Regions from separate parts of the Canis lupus genome. Here region 1 is linked to region 2. A link is a contact called in public Hi-C data. All regions are on one chromosome and are shown on one strand. Each heading gives the region's core, a stretch centred on a gene start, on an enhancer-like site or on the middle of the called end of the contact. The rest is flanking DNA. Distances are from core to core; before and after follow the strand shown.

Region 1 (5,579 bases), core at 693-3,192, 260 kb after region 2:
TCCTGTCCTGGACTTGGCAGATAGGAGGGTAAGTTTGGGATGTGTTAAGAAAGGAGAAAAATCACTCATTTGGTGATTCTATCATCAAACCATGCAGTGACATTGGGAACCAAACCATCAACATGATAGATGTTCCCTCAGGAACTTAAAATTAGTAGGAAAGACACAGGAAAAAAAAAAGATTACTGACAGGTGATATACAGAAACAAAGAGTGCCAAGATGTTGATAGGATGAGCCAATCTTACCTGGGTGATCAGTGAAGACCTCTCTGAAGATGGAAGGTTTAAGCTGAAGCCTAAAGGACAAGAAGGAGCCAGCCATAGAAAAAGTGAGAGGAAAGGGAACAGTACGTGCAAATCTTTGGTATACTTGAAGCATTTCAAGAAGCCAGGTGTGACTGGACCACAGCAAGCCAGAGGAAGAGTGATAGATGAGATTGGTGGAGCAGTCAGGAACCAGTCCAGGAAGGCTTTGGGAAAGTTAGACTTTATATCCAAGTACAGTGGGAAGCCACTAGGATTTGGAACAGAGGAGACACAATCATCTGGAAAACAGATGTCCACTGCGTGGTGGGATTTGGGGGGTGGCGGTGAAGGGTGGAAGGGGCAAGAAGAGATACAAGAGCAGTGGCAGGGAGTGCAAAGTGCAGGGACCAGTAGGTGTGATGGGAGCCACTGAAGACCATCTGAGCCACTTCCCAAGCCCAGCTGAGTGAAATCCAGGACCAGCTTCTGAGCAGAGAAGAGGTGTTATAGCTGGGTTTTAGGAAAAGCCTTCTGGGAGATAAAGAATGTTTACTTTTAGCATTTAAAAATTGCTGTAGGGGCAGCCCAGGTGGCTCAGCGGTTTAGCGCTACCTTCAGCCCAGGGCCTGATCCTTGAGATCCGGAATCAAGTTCCGCGTCAGGCTCCCTGCATGGAGCCTGCTTCTCCCTCTGCCTGTCTCTGCCCTCCCCACCCCCCGCCCCTCTCTCTCTCTCTGTGTCTCTCATAAATAAATAAATAAAATCTTAAAAAAATAAAAAAAAAATAAAATTGCTGTAGTAGCCAATAAAGGATGAACTGAAGGCTTAGGGACAGGGTGGAGGTGTTGGAGGAGCTGTGGGAAGAAAGTCCAGAGAGGGAAACAGTGTGGGGTCAAGGAGGAATCCAACAGGGCTGTAGTATCTTTGGCAGGAGATATTTCCAGCTCATTCATGCTAGGGTCTCTCTGAAAGGGTGAGACCCCTGGGAATAAGGGGAAGAGTGAAGAGTGGCTGATAATTTTTATCAGACCAAGGCTTGGACAAGTCTCTTCATGTCTCTGAGCCTCACTTTCCCCATGGATCTCTGAGGTGAATTGAGTAAGGGAGAATGGCCAGAGGCTAGACTCATTAGTTAAGGCCCCAAACTGGGATATTTCTGTTCTCTGCCTGAACAGCCAGGTGGTGGTAAGGGCCGCTGTGTACTCAGGGAAGGCTGTGTCAGCTGGTGGGTTCTGTGGCTTGTAGAGGAGCCCAGGGGAGGGCAAGGCCCCCAGGCTTGAAATGAAAGGTGACTCAAGACTGGTTTCAAAAAAAAAAAGGGGGGGGGGAGTGGTTTCAGGGAACATCTGGTTGAGCATCTGCCTTTGGCTCAGGGTGTGAAGGGAGGGTCCTGGGATTGAGTCCAGCATCCGGCTCTCCAGAGGGAGCCTGCTTCTCCCTCTGCCTGTGTCTCTGCCTCTATGTGTCTCTCGTGAATCAAATAAAATCTTAAAAAAAAAAAAAAAAAAGACTGGTTGCAGCCCACTTTCCCAATTGCCCAGTTCTTGACAGCCCTCAAAACCCCTGGTTACTGCCGCTACCCTGTGAGGTCTGTGAGCGGCTGGGATTGTAATCTCCATCTCACAGCCGGGAAACAGGCTCAGACAGGCGAGGCAATCAATATCTGCGTAAACCATAGGCAACACCCTAGTGTCAGCGCGGGTGGACTGGTGGACTGGAGCTAGATGCCAGGGTGAGAACTACAACTACCAGAATGCCATTCGGAGAGGGGGCAGGAACCGGAAGTGAGGCCGGAGGCGGGGCTTGACGTGCGCCGCGGAGGCTGCGTGAGGTGAGGGGTTCAGGTACGCCAGGGGCTCGTTGCGGGGCGGGCCTGGGGCTGGAGGGGTCTGGTTTGGGACTGCCACCTCGTGCGTGGGCGGCACAGTCACCGGGAAGGTCCTCTCGACAGTCTTGTGGCCTCGTGTCCTCCACCTTCTTGGTGCTTTCCCTTGCCGCCTCCCCTCACACTAGCAGCCTGTAGGAGAGGCGGGGCCCACAGGTGGGGTACTCTCGGGTCGGGGGTCTGGGTGCTCTAGTGCTGAAGGTGCCAGAGGACTGGAGCCAGCTTCCGTGAACTAAATTTTAGAAAATGAGAAAAGCGTGCAAACAGAGGCTGGCCCATCACTTAGCGTCCAGGGATATGCTCATCAGGTGGGACTTGGGTGAGGAAAGATCTGAGGCCAACTCAGAGATGGGGAGTGGGGTGGGGAATTGATCAAGTCAGCAAGTATTTATTGAGCGTCTGTTATGTACCAAGCCTTTTTGTAGGCATACAGGGTAGTGGACAAGGCAAACAGAACATCTGCTTACATGATAGACATGGAGAAATTCAGATAAAAAGTAAGTAAAACATGTCAGATAATGAAAATCAGAATAAAATGAGGCAGGTAGTCATATAGTTATCTAGGGGAAGAGCACTGGAGGTAGAAATGAGAGCAAGTGCACAGCCCTGAGGTGAGACTATCCTTGGTATGTTAGGAGCAGCAATTAGACCAGAAAGTGCAGAGGACACTTGATTGGGGGCGGGGGGGGGGGGGGGGGGGGGGGAGGCAGACCTTAATGATCAGTATAGGCCATTGTAAGGATTTCAGTTATGTATATAAGTGAAATGGAAAACACTGCATAATTGTGAGCAGAAGGGTAACATAATTATCAAACATTTAAGATGATGCTTTTCATTCTGCAAGGCTCAGTACTGGTCACTGAGTGTGTGCACCTGAATTCTTTATCGTCTCTTCCCTGGAAGAGCTTATAATGTAGTGGGGAAACAGACCATCCATGATGCAAGGCTGAGTCAGATAATTGGAGCCCTGTGAAGGCAGAATGGACATCATTCTCAAATCCTCAGCATGCACTGTTATGTTGGGTGCTTATTAACTGTTACAGGATTAGTAACTAATTGAGAAACTCCAATACTCAGTACTGGACTGTAACAGAGGCTCAGAAAACATCTTTTTTCTTTTTTGTAAGATTTATTTATTTGTTTTAGAGAAAGAAAGAGCGAGAGCATGGGAGAGGGGCAGAGGAAGAGAATCTCCAGTAGACTCCAAGTGGAATGCCACGCCTGACACGGGGCCCAATCCCATGACCCTAAGACCATGACCTGAGCTGAAATCAAGAGTCGGATGCTCAACCGACTGATTCCCCCAGGCGACGCCAGAAAACACCTTTTTTTTTTTTTTTTAAAAGATTGTATTTATTTATTCATGAGGGACAGAGACATAGGCAGGGGGGGAAGCAGGCTCCTCGCAGGGAGGCCTATGCAGGACTCAATCCGGGACCCCAGGATCACGCCCTGAGCCAAAGACAGACGTTCAACCACTGAGCTGCCCAGGTGACCCCAGAAAACACTTTTTAATGAAAAAATGAAATGCTAAAACTGGCCATAGATAACATCTCACACAGATGATATCTGTGATGTCCAATTTCACATTTGTTTTCTGAGGATCAATAGGTAGCAAGCTTCTAGTTAATATTTACTGAGCTTCCATTTTGTGCCAGACCTTGTGCTGGCCTCTAAAGATACAAAGATGAAGAAGATGTGGTCCCTGCCCAATCTGCTATATTGCAGACTCTTCCGGTAGTGATTGGAATTGCCTTCATTGGATTTTCTTTTCTTTTTTTTTTTTTTTTAAAGATTTTATTTATTTATTCATGATAGTCACAGAGAGAGAGAGAGAGAGAGAGAGGCAGAGACACAGGCAGAGGGAGAAGCAGGCTCCATGCAGGGAGCCCGACGTGGGATTCGATCCTGGGTCTCCAGGATCGCGCCCTGGGCCAAAGGCAGGCGCCAAACCGCTGCGCCACCCAGGGATCCCTGGATTTTCAATATTGCTGTATCCCAGTTTCCTGAGAAACATCCTTAGGGACTATAGGAAGTTGAAGAGGTCTGAGATACAAGGAGGGGAATAGGAAGGAGGAAATGGGGATGGTAATGGTAAAATGCAGTTTCGTTTAACAACATTTATTCAAACACTGCTGTTTGCAAGGTTCTGTACTGTGAGTTGTTAGTGTTTATGTAAATATAAGTACACAGTCCCTCCTGCAAAGGAATTCAGTTTGGTGGGAGAGAAAACATGAGCATAGACTTTCCAGTTTTCTAAACAACAGTGGAAAACTCTACAGCCCCTCCAGCTACTCCAACACGGCTCTCTTTTCTCCTTCCAAGCCAGACTTTTTGAATGAGCTATCTACATCCATTGCCTACCAGCCATTCCCCAAAAGGCTCTGGCAAAGAGGAGGAGCTCAATGAATATTTATTGACTGAATGAATGGATAAACAGATAAAGATACAAGATGCTGTGGAGTTCAGAGAAGGGAAAGCACTTGGCTGTTAACAAACTGGCATTCATTTAACAAATTGATGTGTTTTCTCACCTTGATAACAATGAGGTTGTTAGGTATTGGACCAGTTTATCCTAAAGTTTTCATTTGTCATTTTTTTGAATGCCTAAATGTAGAATGCAGATGATGACTCTGATGATTTGTCCAAATAAGATTTGTCCAGTCATCTAAAGGAATGGTCATAACAGGTCTGGCTGTCTTTTCTTAAAAAAGGTATTTATAATCAACATCGCTGTTCATATGTGAACACTGCAGCACTTTGGAAATGTCTAAGAATACTTGGTATTTTCCACATTTCTCTAGAAATAATATGCAGTACTAAATGTTATGTATGCCATAAATTCATAGTGATGCAGTCAATGGTATAACTAAATACATTAAAATTTGTACTGAGTATTAAAGGATTTCTAAGCAAAAGTAAACGTTAGCTTATACAAGAAAATGAACGCAAATTTCTAATCTTTAGTTTTGAAAATCTAGAATGTAATTTACTTGGCCATCTTCAGGAATATATCTGGTGGTCATATGTTGTTCACATGATATGTGATGAAAACCCAAAACTTCTCAGAAGCTTACCTTTTTAGAAAAACTAATAGAATAACACCAATTGGGGTTTGAACAGCCTGTATTTCATGTATAGTTGTTCCATGTCAGGTAAATGAATGTGTAGTTCTTGCACCAGTCCTGGCATGTAGTGTTATCCCATCTCATAGAATCGGTGACAAAGAGTTAAGTGTTTTAGCTATTACCCCACTACTCACATGTAGGAAGCTGAGAAGCATGGCTAAATCCTAAGACTGCTGTTTCCACTACAATAACTTGTGATGTCTAAATGAAAAACAAAACTAATATTTGGCCTGATTTTGAGCATTTGATGGAGTACAAGAAAAAATGAGCTCTACACTAGAAATGATTGCTAGGAACAGGAACTGCAGTCAAAACATTAG
Region 2 (4,985 bases), core at 1,898-4,397:
TCCATGTAGCCATAAAGCATCCAATTTTAAGGACTTTCACAGACTCGTCAGACTGGTAAACATGTGCCCAAAAGGGAAACAATCTTTTACAACAGCGCTTCCCAACCTTGAAGCACACACGAATCACCCAGGGATCTTGTTAAGTGCAGATTCTGATTCAGGAGATTTGATAGGGCTGCAGATTCTGCACTGCTGATGAGTTCCCAGATAACATTAGTGCTGCTAGCCCAAGAACCACACTTTGAGCAGCAAGGCTAAATGTCCTTATATTAAGAGGGTCAGGACACCTCTCAGCTACAATTGACTCCTTGTAGTCATGCTGTCTTCTTTGTCACCCCTTAACTTTGACTTAACTGTTCATGTGTTCATTCAACCAACCAACATTTACAGAGAATCTACTCTGTGTGAACCCCAATGCCAGTCAATTTGAAGCACGGTTAGTAAGCATCTTTGAGCTCCAGTCCCGGGATTCCTAGGATTTAGTGATGATTCAAATTCATTCCTTGCCGTGTCATTCATTCATTCGATATTTATTGAGGATCTACTTATGTGCCAGGTACTGTTCCGGGAGCTAGAGATGCACAAAACAATATATAAATTGGGATGCTTGGGTGGCACAGTTGGTTGGGCATCTGATTCTTGGTTTCGGCTTAGGTTATGATCTCAGGGTTGTGGGATTGAGCCCCATGCCCAGCTCTGTACTCAGCTCTGAGTCCACTTGAGGTTCTCGCTCCCTCTCCCAGCCCTTCCTGCTTATGTGCTATCTCTGTTTCTTAAATAAATAAATAAATAAATAAATAAATAAATAAATAAATAAATAATCCACAAATCCGTTTATTGCTAAACCCCCAACTTTATTGTTAGCCTCAAGTAAGTTTGTATCCAATAGGGGAGACAGGTAAATAATTAGGCAATTAAGCTCCTTCCCCCTTACCTTTTTTCCTTTTCTCTTCCTGAACAACTCAATCCAAAAGCCATTCAGTGATCAAGCAAAGTAGCTTTCCCCTCAGAGGTACAGGGGAGCCTGCAGTGGTCTAGAGCAGGGGTACTGGAGCCAAGCAAGATGAGAAGGTTATCCAAGCGGAAAGTGTGGCCTGGTACAGACTTTCTGAGCCCAATCAAGGTGAGAAGGGCATCTGGGCAGGGGGACACCCTGGTGAGGGTTGTCAGAGTCTAAACAGGATAAGGAGGGCATCTGCGATAGTTAATTTTATGTGTCAACTTGACTGGCTTCTAGGTGCCAGATTAAACATTATTTCTATGTGTGTTTATGAGAGTATTTCTGGATATTACCATTTTAATTTAATTAGTGGACTCCGTAAAGTAGACTGCCCTCACCAGTGTGGGTGACATCATCCAATCTCTTGACGTTCTGAATAGAACAAAAGGTGGAGGAAGAAGGAGTGTTTTCGGTTTTTTTCTTGCCTCATTTGTGAGTTGGAACATCTTGTCTCATCTTCTCTGATCATTGCGCTTGAAATTAAACCACTGGCAGGGTTCCTTAGTTCTCAGGCCCTCAGACTTACACCACCAGCTTTCCTACTGGTGTACACATGGCAAACTGTGGAGCTTCTCAGCCTTCATAATTGTGTGAACCAATTATTCATATTAATAAACCTCTCTCTCTCTAAATATATATATAGATAGAGATATCCTACTGGTTCTGCTTCTCTGGAGAACTCTAATACAGTATCCATGTAGTGGTCAGAACTTGGTTTAAGGTGTTAGAGCCTGAACGGGCTAATAATCACCCCCATGTCAGGTGATGGTGGTGGTGATAGTGATGGGAGATGTGTTAAAGGAGGACTGATCAAATAAGTAATATATTAACTAATGGAACCCAGGTTTCTCACTGTCAGAGAAGGAAGTTACAAATATGGGAGGAAGGAAAATCAGAATAAACTCTGTGGTGCTGAATTGGAATTAGAAGTCACTATGATCTCATGGTTTTCAATATATATGGATCTAGAAATTCTAAGTTTTAGAAACTTACTGTTAGTTGTGAAAGTGTGTTTACTTACATATAATCCCTAAGTCAGTTCATTCAGGCCTGGGAGCTGTGACATCCCCCAAGCAGTCCATACCTACTACAGAGATCTTAGTTTCTGAATACTGTTTCCTACCAAAAGAAACCAGAACTCCTTGGAGAAATGGGTGATTCCAGGGCTGGGGCAGGGAAACTACATGACAAATTGAAATATCTTGTGCCAGAAAGTAAGGACACGTTCAAAAAAATGATGTGGACATGTAAAAAGAACCCAGAAACCAACTTAACGGGGTTTCCACTGGCCCGATCTGATAAAACTAGAACTTGAAAATAGGTGATAGTAGATTCTAATCTATTGAATAAAATAGGAATCTACAAGTCCAGACTGATATAAATAAATGAATAAATTGGTAGTGCGATGAACAGGAAATTAGTTTCTCAATACCCACTCACAAAATAAGAGTCAGGTACAAAGGGAAATTACAAAGCAAAGAGAGTAATTTTACAGCAGGGAAACCTCTAACTGGTTGAAGTGGTCAAAGTTATCAGTAATCGGACAAAGAGAAATTGTGGGCCACCTAATAGGATACAGTGAGCATCGTATCCGTGATAGCCCTGCCAAAGGCGCACGCATAACCTGAAACTAGTCATTTGGAAACATTAGACAAATCCAGATTGAGGGACATTCTACAGAACAACTGGCCTGTAATCTTTAAAATTTGCAGGAACTGCAAATGAGGAACTGTTCTGGGTTGAAGGAAACTAAAGACCGTTGAGTAAATGCAACCTGTGTTTTCGGACAGGTTCTTTCTGCTGTAAACACTTTACTGGGACAATTGGTGACGTACTTTGTTGAGACTCGAAGGCGACCTGGGTAACAGATGAGGCCACCTGAGTTCTTGCCCTCAAAGATACCTGCCTTTGAATCCACGCTCAAAGGGTCCGGCTTTGGCCCTTCCGCTCTGCTAAGTCGCCTGATCCCCCACAACCCTCAACGCGTAGGCGAGCGCGGCGCCCCCGGGAGGCCAGCGGGGCAGAGGCCTGGGGCCCCCAGGGTTGGCAGAGAGAGTCCCCGCCTCTCCATGCGGCGGGGCGGGGCGAAGAGTGGGCGGGGGAGCGCGGCGGGGGCGGGGCCGCGCCGTGTGCGCACGCGCGGGGCGGGGCGGGGCCGAGGAGGCCACGCCTCTTCCGCCCCGCGGTTCTGCCGCCGCGTGTGGACCGCTAAGGCGCTCCGGGCCGAGTCTATCCGGGTCCTTAGCCTTGGCGGCCGGACCGGGAGATGGCGGCGGAGGTGTTGCCGAGTGCGCGGTGGCTATACTGTGGGCAGCCCGACGAGAGCCAGAGAGCCGTACTGGGTAAAGACCGCGGAGCCGGAGCCGAGTCCCGCACAGCTCCCTCCGCTCCCGTCTGGGTGCTTCTGCAGCCCTCCTGCCCCTGCCGGACCCCTTTCCCGGCTGGGCCAAGACGCCCTCTAGCCTCCGGCACTGCTTGGGACTTGGTCACCCCCCATCTCTCTGTCACCACCTGGATGGGGACATCCCAGGCAGCCTCCTCCTCAGGGCTCTCCCAGTCACCCCGTCACGCACTCACACCTGCCCCGTATCCTTTTCTCCACGGTCTGGGCTAGGCTTCAGCTGTTTAACCCTGGTCATCTCCTTCCGTCGCGGCCCTTCGCCAGCACTGCCCTCACCTCCCGGTCTCCTCTTCCCGACCGGCAGGGACCTCCTTCAGGCCCCCCTTCAGGCCTGGGCTTCCTTACCACTCCCATGCCTTCAGACGCTCTCTCCCAACGAACAGTCCGGTTCCTCCCCACCATACACACTGTGGGTCCTTCTACTCATCTCATTTTTGCGCTGCAATCTTACAGTGCAGTTCTCCAACGGGAAGCTGCAGAATCCAGGCAACGTGCGTTTTACTTTGTACAAGAGCAATGACTCCACAAACCCCAGGAAGAGGAGTCAGCGGATTCTGGTAAGTGCTGCGGGGGCCAGCTGCCTCCACTCTGCAGATTTCTGAAGGTCTTGGAGGCGCTTGGGTGTGGGTGGATGTGGGAGGGAGGGAGAGGAGAAAAGAGATAGCAAATGAGCCTTGGGAGAACCGTGAGTCCCAGCAGGTTGGGGTGTGGGGACAGGCTCCATTCATTCAGTTATGTACTTTTGGTGAAGTGATGACCTTTCATTGATCTATTCATTCAGCAAGCTTTTATTGAGCACCCACCGTGGCTGTGCTGTAAGCTGCACGGGAAATAGCGAAATGGGACTTGGCTCCACCCTGGGGGAGCTCCTACTCTAGAGCAGGGTTGCTCAGTCTTGGCACTATTGACATTTTGATCCAGATAATTCTGTGTTGTGGGCCAGACCTGTGCATTGCGGGATGTTCAGCTTCCCTGGTCTCTAACCACTAGATACCAGTAGCACCTCCTCTTTGTGACACCCAGAATTCCCAGAGGTGTCCCTCACGCCCCCTCACCCCCCCCCAACCAAGGGTGATTTGCTGGGTGAGAACAACTGCTTTCGAAAGGTGAGAACTGGTTTTGAGTTCAGTAACTCACACAAGCCTGCAAGCTCTGAGCCTGGAACGAGTTCATTTGAGCTCAGGAAGTCTCTGCTTGTCAGAAGGCCTTCCTGGGGGAGGACACATAGCAGCTAAGCTCTGAAGACTGGAGGACGGTTTGACAGCTGAGGTTCCCTATTCCAAGTGAAAAGGAGAGCAGGGACAAACATAGGGAAGCAGGAAAGCTTGGCTGTGATTGAGGAGTGAATTAGCTGTCTCCATAGTCCTGCCAGCATATAAGCAGCAGCCATGGGAGAGATGGACAAAGAAGTTCAGGAAGGCTTGGACTTTGGGCCCAGGAGGTTGCTGGCAGAACCATTTTGTTGCATGCCTCTAAGTGCTAGCCCAGGAGCTCTCTCCCAAGTCCTGTGGTATAGCTCCCCTGAGCACTTTTCAGACCAGCTAGAAGCCAGCACTATATGGGGCTTCCCTTTCAAAAGTCCTC

The links. Hi-C and Micro-C count contacts between places; a contact is called where the count stands out from the background.
Region 1: a contact with region 2 is called in a Hi-C map of blood, with 4 times the contacts expected there. The contact joins the promoter of TRMT10B here to the promoter of POLR1E in region 2. A contact is called at or near these places in 2 of 9 Hi-C or Micro-C datasets (amygdala and blood).

What each region holds. Positions count from the first base shown.
Region 1 is chr11:54,387,476-54,393,054 of UU_Cfam_GSD_1.0, forward strand. TRMT10B (tRNA methyltransferase 10 homolog B) reads left to right here and starts at 1,943. Exons shown (of 9, transcript XM_038552870.1): 1 at 1,943-2,090.
Region 2 is chr11:54,123,803-54,128,787 of UU_Cfam_GSD_1.0, forward strand. It overlaps POLR1E (DNA-directed RNA polymerase I subunit RPA49), which reads left to right and starts at 3,148. Exons shown (of 12, transcript XM_038552853.1): 1 at 3,148-3,342; 2 at 3,855-3,958. The coding sequence starts at 3,267.